2 separate regions of the Sus scrofa genome follow, and region 1 is linked to region 2. Evidence: chromatin contacts called from public promoter capture Hi-C data. All regions are on one chromosome and are shown on one strand. The core of a region is the stretch at or near the end of the contact, and the rest is flanking DNA. Distances in the headings are between cores, read along the strand shown.

The links. Promoter capture Hi-C pulls out the DNA fragments that hold promoters and counts their contacts.
Region 1: a promoter capture Hi-C map of liver shows a contact between it and region 2, with 8 times the contacts expected there. The contact joins the promoter of LOC100624700 here to the promoter of LOC100516628 in region 2. A contact is called at or near these places in 1 of 5 promoter capture datasets (liver) and 2 of 47 Hi-C or Micro-C datasets (epiblast stem cells and liver).

What each region holds. Positions count from the first base shown.
Region 1 is chr8:66,636,614-66,642,260 of Sscrofa11.1, reverse strand. It overlaps LOC100624700 (UDP-glucuronosyltransferase 2C1-like), which reads left to right and starts at 1,624. Exons shown (of 6, transcript XM_003356957.4): 1 at 1,624-2,840. The coding sequence starts at 2,120.
Region 2 is chr8:66,393,475-66,399,336 of Sscrofa11.1, reverse strand. It overlaps LOC100516628 (UDP-glucuronosyltransferase 2B18-like), which reads left to right and starts at 4,015. Exons shown (of 6, transcript XM_003129071.4): 1 at 4,015-4,774. The coding sequence starts at 4,060.

The sequences.
Region 1 (5,647 bases), core at 375-2,874, 250 kb before region 2:
CCATGAAAACCTCAAAGGAAGTTGATATCAATGGAGGGTCTTTTCAGAGAGCATAGATTTTAATATACATAAAAGAGAAAATTATTAAATCAGTTTTCTTTCTCGAGTATGACATTTTCTGAAATAGATTTTTTTTTTTGAAAATAAGTTTCTCCATGAAGAGTGAGTGCCAGGTGAGCAGAAGTTGGAGCAGTAATATTTGAAGGCTATTGCAGTAAATCCAGATGAGATATGAAAATGACTAGAGTTAGGAGGTCCCATTTTGCCTCAGTGATAATGAACCTCGTATCCATGAGAATGAAGGTTTGGCCTTGCTCAGTGGGTTAAGGACACAGCATTGCCATGACCTGTGATGTAGGTTGCAATCTCAGCTAGGATCCCACATTGCTGTGGCAGTGGTGAAGGCTGGTAGCTATAGCTATAGCTCCAATTTGACATTTGACCCCTAGTTAAGATTGCAAAGGAAGATTGATTTACAATTTGGGAGTAGAATTTATAGATTTAGTAAATTGTTGAATAATAAAGCATTATATTTTATTATTAGCCATTATTCTTATGATAATATTATTATCACCATTAACTCCTATTGTTCCTCCTATTGATAATTGCTTGAGGGAAAAAAACTTTTTAAGCAAAAATATTATAGATGAAGTTGTTGTCCTAAATATTTTTGACTCCATTTCCATCCACATGGAGTCAAGGCATCCACATGTGGAGAGCTAGGCAACAACAACAAGAAAGGAATTTTATATTTTATGAAATATCTTAGAACAAGTAAACAGAAGTGGGTATTTTTTATAACAAGGAAAGAGAAGTGGATATTGCTGGAAGGAAGGCCAAGATCGTCAAGATATCTTCATGACTTACCCTCTCCATTCTAAGACATTTCTAAAACAAAATAACCTTAATTTGACCTAGAAACTCAACTCAAACTCAACTGTGGTAAGAGTAAAAATATATATTTTCTCTTTTTCTTAAAGATAGATGTGACTTAGCTAAAAGGGCACTTTACTTAGCATCAAGATATTTATATTCAAATCTCACTGCCTTAAACTGAATTTGAATTATCTCACTCTTAAACTGAATATATTTTCTTCTGTCAGTGATGGCCTCTTAACCAGAGTATCTAGCAGAATTATGAATGAGAAATATTAGAGACTATTCTGTTCAAATGAACATTCAAATAAAACCAGAGGGAAAAAATTCAAAAATCTACTCAATTGAAATGCATCACATGATAGCATATTTTAACATAATTTTAAAATTATTACGGATTTGCATTTAACTTTAAGCCCCTTTCTTTTGATATTTTCTAAAAGATCTTTGGAAACTCTCATTCTGGGAGGTTGTTTGCTATTTTATTGACTTTTTTCACCTTTTTTTAATCCGAGTAGTTACATTTCATTTTAATTTTTTTTTATTTAATTGTCCACCTTTAATATCAAATTACACAAGAAATGCTGATTTAGGAGTATGTTTCACTGAAAAAGCTCACTATTTCATCTAATTTAGGCAGTTACTGCTGACAGGAGGTAAGCAAAGAAATGCTGCACGATGAAGCCCCCCCCGGAACCTCGCATTGAAGCACAAGAGGCGGAGCCGAGGGAAAAGAAACGCGGGAGATGAAACTTAGGGGCGGGGACGCGCTGCCGGGTCCTCCGACAGGGTGCGGCGTCAGGACCACTTCCGGGTGACGTTGGGGTCCTCCATCCGCCTGAGGGCGGGGAGCCGCGCCACTTGCACCCACCTGAGAACCTGGAAGGCGGTCGCGTTCCGTGAGGAAGGATCGGCTCAGCAGCTTCTCAGCTATGGTCTCCAGGCGGTGGGCCATGTTGCGCTTCGCCTGGGCGGACAGAGTCCGTGGCCGCCGGTGTGATGCTTCCGGATCCACTGCACGCCTGGGATACGGTGGGAGCGCAGGAGCCAGGTCAGGAGCAGGGTGCGGCCGCGAGCCTCGGAGCCGCCCTTCGCACCTCATTTTAATCTTTAATACAAAGTACACACATCAAAGTCGTCCCAACCTACTGTGCATTGATTGGGAGAGTCAAGGAAGAGATTTTCGATTGTGAGTTTCTTGCACTTGGCTAAAGCCCAGGATTAGTTTGAGCAAGAGATTATCATGAAGACAGTGAAAGGCGTCTGTGTCTTTTTCATCCTGCATCTGTGTTTCTTTGACCCTGGAAGGACTGGAAAAGTACTTGTATGGCCGGCAGATTTTAGTCACTGGATTAATTTAAAAGTTATTTTGGAAGAACTCCATCTTCGTGGGCACGAGCTGACCGTCCTGGTACCTTCACCAAGCCTTCTGCTTGATCATACCAAAATCCCCTTTAAAGTGGAGGTCCTTCAACTTCCGGTAACTCAGGAAACTCTCATGAAAGAGCTGGATACGGAGCTCTATACAGCTTCTTTTGAACTGCCGAAACTCTCATGGTGGGACCAGCAAGTAGCACTGACAAAAATGGTAAAGAGATTTTTCATAACAGCCAAAAGAGTATGTGACAGCGCTGTCACAAACAAGGAGTTACTCAGCAGGCTACAGGCAGCTAAGTTTGATGTCTGTATTGCAGACCCTTTAAGCTTTTGTGGGGAGTTGGTGGCTCAGCTCCTCAATATTCCATTTGTTTACTCTTTTCGAGCTTCCTATGGTAATACAATGGAGAGATTGTGTGCTGGACTTCCTATGCCTTCTTCCTATGTTCCTAGCAGCGCATCAAGGCTGACAGATAAGATGACTTTTATGCAGAGGCTGAAGAATTGGTTATTGTATACAATGAGCGATGTAATGTATTTATATTATCTATTTCCAGAATGGGATGAGTATTACAGCAAGGTTTTAGGTAAGAGAAGTTGCATGTAATAATGATTCTTATTTCGTATGTAAAATGTAAATACTTATCTGACCGTATGAAAACTTATAGAAGGTAATTTTAAATGAGGACCCATGCTCCTTTTGCTAAAATGTTTTGAATGAAAAAAATAATTTTTTCATTTTATATGATTGAGTAGTGACCATATATCAAAGAAAGATTATTCTCTACATATAAATCCTGTTTGATGCTACTAATTTTTTTTTTTCAGAGTATCTGGAAAACTCAAATCTGACAGTGTGCTTAATTTCCATAACTTTGGACTACTTCCCTCTTGTTTACTTTTCCTTTTATACAGCTTGCTTCTTTCTGATTAACCTGCTGTTTCTCAAGCTTCCTGTTTGGATCCTATTAAGGCTTGATTGGCTGGTTCCCAGGCTTGGCATGTCATGAGCATGAAACTAAAAAATCAATAAATGTGTTTTGGTTTCTCTTCCAAAGGGGATAAAAGGAAGATGTTTTTCTAAAGGACCATGTGTGTAGACTTTTAAACGTACTGTTTTCTTCATGTTGTTCTGCTCATAAATGTGTTAGAGTCAATGAGTGAGCACGAAGATATTTCTCTTTCAGGAGTCCATTTATCCTTTCTTTTCTTCTTTTGCATAATTGATTTTTTTAATTTAAAAATGTTAATGTAATTCTGTTAAGGATGCTTTTGCCTAAAAAGGAGTTATCTTGAAGAAGCAATACCTGCTTACATTATTCAGTTAGATTATTTTAAGATATAATTAACATTTAACATTGTATGAGTTTCAGGTGTCAATGAAAATTAATCAATATTAATCTAGCCAGTTTTAGGATTATAACCCATGAGACAGTCTTTCAGAAATCTCTGAGGAGTGTTCTGCCCATTAGAAGTCAAAGCACAGTTGTATAAGTTTTTGAGACAAAAGACTATATATCAGAATAATAGTGAGTTTACATATGCCAGCAAGGTGAATAGTGGGTCATGGTGACTCCTTAAGGATTTAAGGAAGGAATATCATCTTGTAAGGAGTTATCTTGGTGGCACCAGGAGGAAATTTTATTTTATTTTATTTATTTTTTTTGCAAGTAGGCATCCTTGTGTATTCTGAGAGAATCTAGTTAATATATAATTCAGATATGCAGTGTACACTAAGGTGGAGTCGGGTGGTGGCTGAAATGGCCGAAAAAATTTTATGTTGAATTTTCCTTGTCCTATCTTAAAATCATTTTATCTCAGGTATACAACATAATGATTGTGTATTTGTACATACTGTGAAATGAACAAACAAGAACTCCAGTTAACACTCATCGCTACACATAGTTACAATTTTTTTTTTTTTATTTTTGAGATGAGAACTTCTAAGATCTACTGTTTTAGCACATTTTACACATACAATACAGTGTTACTAACTAGTCACCATGGTGTATATTACATCCCCAGGACTTAATTTAGAACTCTAAGTTTGTAGGTTTTCACCACCTTCACCTACCTATGGTGCCCACCTTCTAACCCTGGCATCCAGCAACCACCATTGTGTTCTATGTTTTCAAAGTTCATTTTCTTTTTTCTTGTTTTATTTTTAGATTCCACATTTAAGTGATATCAAACAGTATTTGTCTTTATCTGACTTACTTCATTTCACATGATTTCCTCAAGTTCCATCCATGTTGAGGCAAATGATGGATGCGTTGTCCCCTTTTCTTATGATGGCATAATATTCTATCATATATATAACCATAATTTCTCTATTCATTCAGCGTGAAAAACATTTAGATTGTTTCCATATTTTGGCTACCGAAATTATGCTGCAGTGTTGCAGTGAATATATGTGTGCCATAGTAATTTATGTTTTTTGAGGAAACTCCGTACTGTTTTCCATAGTTTTGCCCCAGTTTACATTCCCATCAACAGTGCACAAGAATTCCCTTTTCTCCACACCCTCACTAGCATTCGTTAACTCTTATCTTTTGATGATAGCTATACTAACAGGTATGAGTTGATAATTCTTTTGGTTTTAATTTGCATTTTCCTGCTGTCTAGTACTAGTGAGCACCTTTTCATGTACTTGTTGGCTATTTGAATATCTTTGGAAAAATGTCTGTTGAGGTCCTTTGCTCATTTTTTTCATTGAATTCTCTAGGGTTTTTTTTGTGCTGAATTCTATGAGTTCCTTAGACATTTTGGATGGTAACCCTATGTTTAACATACAGTTTGAAAGTATTTTCTTTCATTTCATAGGTTGCCTTCTCCCTTTGTTGATCATTTCTTTGCTGTACATAAGTTTTTCAGTTTTAAATAGTCTCAATTGTTTATTTAAATTTTGTTGCTTATGATCTTGGTGTCATATTAAAAAAAAAAATCATTTCCAAGACCCCATGTCAGGAAAATTATTTTCCATATATCCTTCTAGGAATTTTATGGTTTCAGGTCTTGGATTGAAGTCTTTAATCTATTTCCAGATAGTTTTTGTAGTATAGTAAGATTGGGGTCTAGTTTTGTTCTTTTGCAGGTAAATGTCTATTTTGTTCAGCAAGAATTATTTAAAAAACTGTCTTTCTCCATTGAGTATTCTTGGCTTCCTTGTGAAATATTAGTTGACCATATATGCATGGGTTTATTTCTGGGCTCTTGATTTTGTTCCATTGGTCCATGTATCTGTTTTAATGCCTGTACGACATGGTTTTGATTATTATAGCTTTATAAAATTGCTTGAAATCAGAAAGTGCAGTGCCTGTGTGTTGGTCTTATTTCTCAGGATTGCTTTGGCTATCTGGGGTCTTTTTCAGTTCCAGATAAAGTTTGAAATTGT
Region 2 (5,862 bases), core at 2,766-5,265:
TGAGTAACAGTCCTTGCCCAGATCCCATAGAAGGTCAAAAAACCTTTCAATTCTTTACCATATCTACAAACAGCTTTCTACACAAGGAAGTAAAATTTCAAAATGCATGTGTAGTCAAATATCTTCCTATTTTCATATTTTTATACAATTGCTTAAATTGTGCAAATTCCCTTTGCTTTTAGAAAGTTATATGAATATAGATTAAGAAGTAGATTTTGGTACAAAAGAACAAAAGAATGCTTAGATTTTTCCATCAACAAGGCTTTATCCCAATGGGTTTCTAAATAAAAAAACCCTGAAAGCAGCACCAGAAGGAATCATGTTATCATTCCGTGTACCTGTTACCCCGTATAGAATCTGGTAAAAGACTGAGTTGACAAGCTCTGATTCCAGGTATAAAATGATCTCCAACTCCTGCCCCTGCTCATATTCCTTTTTTTTCCAACTGAATGCGGTATGAAATTGGACAATAACATACTCAGTGCGTCTCCTAAAACAGATGGCATGGGCCACTATGAGTCCACCTACACATACCATCTCTCATCTTTTACTAGAAATAGCTGAAGAAGCCAGTCAGTATCTTGAAACTATACTTAAAAATATATATTCCAGTAATTTAGGATTCTCTGGGATCTTATTCCATTGATCTGGTTGCATAATCAGGATCTATTTAGATTCATAATGTATTCAATCTTTTATAAAGTGGGATTAGATCACCTAAGAGAACACCATGATAATTTTTGCATTTTAGTTAATGATGGTAAATTGACTATAATGTGAGATGCTTATTCTTGTAGATATACCAATAGTAATATTATTACTATTTCTATCATTCCAATGGGCTTTTTAATTTCTGCATCAAAACTAAAGATGAGGGAAGTTCCTGCCATGGCTCAGTGGTTAATGAACCCGACTAGCAGCTATAAGGATGCAGGTTTGATCCCTGGCATCGCTCAATGAGTTAAGGATCCAGCATTGCCATGAGCTGTGGTGTAGGTCACAGACTCGGCTCGGATTCAGAGTTCCTGTGGCTGTGGCATAGGCCAGCGGCTAAAACTCTGATTCAACCCCTAGCCTGGGAACTTCCATGTGTCGCAGGTGCGGCCCTGAAAAGACAAAAGACAAAAAAAAAAAACTAATGATGAGGGCCCCAGTGGCAAAACGTATTAGTATTAGATGCAGGTCAATTATTTATGTCCACAGTATTCTAAGAAACAGGGTTTCCCACTACTAGATAATAACAAACAAAAAAAATCAGTTATATTGCCTCTCTAAGAAAAATAATTTGATTCTTACTCCCATGTCAATGATGATAATATTGGATACATACTTAAAATATATAAATGTTATGCCAAATATCTTACAGATAGAAAACATATTTTCTGTTTCCCTCAAAAAAATGTAACAGGGATTATAGTAGGGAAATAAAAAGTAGCCTAGCAAATCCCTAAATCATAAAGAATAAGCTGTCAGTAGAAATACGGGCATTAAAATTACTGCCACTGAGGAGTTCCCGTCATGGCACAGTGGTTAACGAATCTGACTAGGAACCATGAGGTTGTGGGTTCGGTCCCTGCCCTTGCTCAGTGGGTTAACGATCCGGTGTTGCCCTGAGCTGTGGTGTAGGTTGCAAACGCGCTCGGATCCCGCGTTGCTGTGGCTCTGGCGTAGGCCAGTGGCTACAGCTCCGATTGGACCCCTAGCCTGGGAACTTCCATATGCCGCAGGAGTGGCCCAAGAAAAGACAAAAAGACCAAAAAAAAAAAAAAAATTACTGCCACTGAGATCTCAAAGTGAAATGAAACTTAGATGCTTAGAAACTGGAGGAAAGGGAATTTTTGTTTCAATGTCAGAAAGCCTAAAGAAATAGGTCCTATACTACATGAAATGTGGGATTGAAAGTGACAAATTTGTATTTCCAGCTGAGGAGATTTCCAAGCAAAGTTTCAAGATACTTTCTGGTTTTATTCAGCTGCTTCTAGGAAAATATGAGAGAAGAGATGGTAAAGTGCTAGAACTGTTAGACAAAAAGAAGCCTGGACTTGGTGATTTGTGAAATTCACAGTCTGTCCGGAGTGCAAAAGAAGCTAATGTTAAGAGAACTACTGTGGGAAAAAAAAATGCCCTGGAGAAAAAGGTAAGGGTTTGGTTATAGAATCTTTTGCTAATACCTCAGAAAAAATCAAAAGATCAAAGTATTCATTCACACAAAAAACTATTTGGAGAGATTGAGGGTATGAATCAACTAAACCAGAGAACACAGTAGGAGTCAGCCTTTTCCCCCATTGCATTCTGCTTTAAGCCACAGTGTCTATAAGTGTTAAGATGGACATGTCACAATTATATTATGGGAGCAAACATGTTGCTGTTTAGTTTCACAGGAGAGGAATCTTGTTCCTTAATTGGTTATATCCAGAGCCTCTCCCACACCTGATTGAGATAATATGAATAATGACATTTGGGATTTTGAGATCATGTTGTATTGTGCTGAGACATTTAGTAACCTTTGGATGAGATGAATGTCTTTTGCATATATGATGAACGTGAATGTTTGGGGCCCAGCAGATAAACTGGTGAGCGGAATAGTGGCTGATGAAGATATCTAATCCCTCCTACACTCAGGAAGGTTGAGCTGGTGAAAATCAGGCAATGCAAACCCCAAAGCCCTCTTTCCCCAAGGTGTGCCCCCACATAACCAGCCTGCAAAAATAAACCTCAGGGCAGCTACTCACCTGTCTGCCCACTCTCCCTTTGAGAGCATAATTATCAAATGTTGGGTGCCCCCAAGATGCAGATTCTGAGCTACGAATTAGCTTGCAGAGAAATTATTAAGACACACTCTTGGAAACAAACTTTACAACAAAGAGAGTAGGAAGCAAGATTGGACACTGGAAAAAATTTAAACATAATGCATATTCATCACAGGTTTCGAGCAACCCATTGGGAGTTGGCCCAAATTAAAATGAGGACACCAGGCACTGGATTTGGGTTGCCCCAGGAAAGAGACCTGACTTTTGACTGGATTGCTCTTTAGCAGAGACAATTTTCAAAGAAATATGGTTATAAGGGGTGTCAGCTGATAATTTCCTCATCAACTGGGAAATAATTTCTATATTCCCAAAAGGAGAATAAGAGTAACACATCAAAACATCCATCAAAGGGCATTACCAAAATCAAAGGATATTGCAACTCCGCTAATACAGTTTTGCTTAGAATCTATAAGCAAATCCTTTCTAAGAAAGATTCTCCTTTCGAGTCAGCATATTATTGATAGTATATAAACAAATCTATCTCAGGACATATATATTCCCTTCCTACTTCCAATTCGTTCGGAGTTCCTCAAAAGGTTTTTTAAAAATATAACTTCCCTGGATTATAAAGGCAGTATACAAAACTAAGTTCAGAAGTAGGTACTTAGAGGATAAATACTTTCTAAGAGTAAGTACTGAAGAGGTAATGAAGAAGTGACAGTAATAGAAGAAATGTTGCAAATGTTCAGAAAAGAAAAATCACAATTCTGAGGCAATATTCTCAAATAAAGAAAAGTAACTAAAGTTATATTCAAAGGATGTCTATGTTTGGATAAAAGGGGAAAAAAACAAAGGAATATCTATTGTCAAAAGAACAAAGCCATGGCAAACAAAATGGAACTAATAAAACAAGTGTGAAAATATAGAAAAAGAAATGCTTGGACAGGTTCCAATAAATCAGAATATACTTGTGTTGACCCCATGCTATTTCTTATCTGGAAACTCCCTATATGCAAGGTAATTTCCTCTTAGCCTGGAGCACTAGCTTTAAAATGATACTGGGATTTACTGTACCTATATCACCTACCTCTTATTTGCTTTCCAAAACCTTTGACCTGGAGATTAGCTTGCAGAGAGATTACTAAGGCATGGTCTCAGAAACAAAGTCTTAATATTTAGCTGAATAGTCATTGGGACTTTGCTGTGTACCAGTTATAATTTAACTACTAAATTGATTCTTTCATTGATGTAACTGAGAACTACATTTAAATTTCAGAAAGTTTGTGAAGAAGGTTTAGATTTTACCAAAATGTCTAAGACAAGGGATTCCCTTCTTTTGCTTTTTTTTTATTTCAGTTGTGCCTCCGGTGGACACCTGCTGGTTTGGCCCATGGAATACAGCCACTGGATCAATTTAAAGACAATATTGAATGAACTTGCTCAGAGGGGCCATGAAGTAACCGTGCTAGCATCTTCAGCTTCCATCCTTGTAGATCCCAATGAACCATCTGCCTTCAAATTTGAGGTTTATCCTACATCATTTACTAAGAAGGAGCTTGATATGCACTTTATGAAATGGGTCAAGACATGGACATATGATTTACCAAAGAGTACATTATGGGCATATGATTCAAAGATGCAAAAAATATACCACGAATATTCTGATACTGTTCAAAAGCTTTGTGAGGATGTAGTTTTGAACCAGAAACTTATGAAGAAACTGCAAGGATCAAGATATGACGTTGTTCTTGGAGATGCCATTTCTCCCTGTGCTGAGTTGCTGTCTGAACTACTTAACCTACCTTTGGTCTACAGTCTTCGATTTACCACTGGCAAAACATATGAAAAACTCTGTGGAGGGCTTATATTACCTCCTTCCTATGTACCTGTTATCATATCAGAACTTAGTGACAAAATGACATTTATGGAGAGGGTGACAAACATGTTGTATTACCTATATTTTGACTACGCATTTGAGACTTTCAACAAGAAAAAGTGGGATAAATTTTACAGTGAAGTATTAGGTAAGTCTGGTTTATTTATAACATTTTTCCTCCAGTAGATGGAAAGAAACATTTCTTTGTGTGTGTTGAAGTTAATATATTATATATACTTTGAAATAACTTATATTTTATTTTGTGTAGTGTCAAAATTTATCAACTATTCAAGAGGGTATGCAGAGTAATCCAGCACTCTGTGACACTGGAGATGCTGCTCCATTTAATAACTACCCAATATGGGAGTATTCTTAGGGCTTGTTTATTTTAAAAGGAACATATGCACTCTGTTATTTATAGCTGTAATATCAACCATCCTAAACCTTAGGGGTTAAAACAGCAGCCATATTATCTGCTCATGATCCTGTGAGGCAGTGATTTGGACTGGGCTCAGGGAAATGTTCTTCCCTGGGGCTTACCCGGGCTTATTCATTAGGCTAGAGTTAGCTATCAGCTTGGCTGGGGTAGAAGAGTCCAGAAAGTGTTGCTCACATGGCTAGGTTTTGACAGACTGTCAGGACATTTTAATTATCTCCTCCATGTGATATCTCCAAAGAGTTTGGATTTTTTTTTTTTTTTTTGGTCTTTTTTCTATTTCTTTGGGCCGCTGCCACGGCATATGGAGGTTCCCAGTCTAGGGGTCCAATCGGAGCTGTAGCCGCCAGCCTACGCCAGAGCCACAGCAACGCGGGATCCAAGCCGCCTCTGCAACCTACACCACAGCTCAAGGCAACGCCGGATCGTTAACCCACTGAGCAAGGGCAGGGACCGAACCCACAGCCTCATGGTTCCTAGTTGGATTCGTTAACTACTGCACCACGACGGGAACTCCGAGTTTGGACTTTTACAGGTGATAGCAGAATTCTAGAACACCTTATAGGAATGTTTTAGGCCTAGATTTGGAAGTCACACAGTATCATTTCTGCCACCTTCTCTTGGTAAAAGAAGTCATGAGGCAAACCCAGATTCAAAGGGTGAAGACGTAGCCTCCGCTTCTCAATGGGTGGAGTTACAAAGGGCATGTAGCCATTTAAGACACTAGATAAGAAACTTCTTTAAATACATTGATAAAAATCAAGTGAAGATCAGTCATGAGGAAATCTATTTTTTAAACC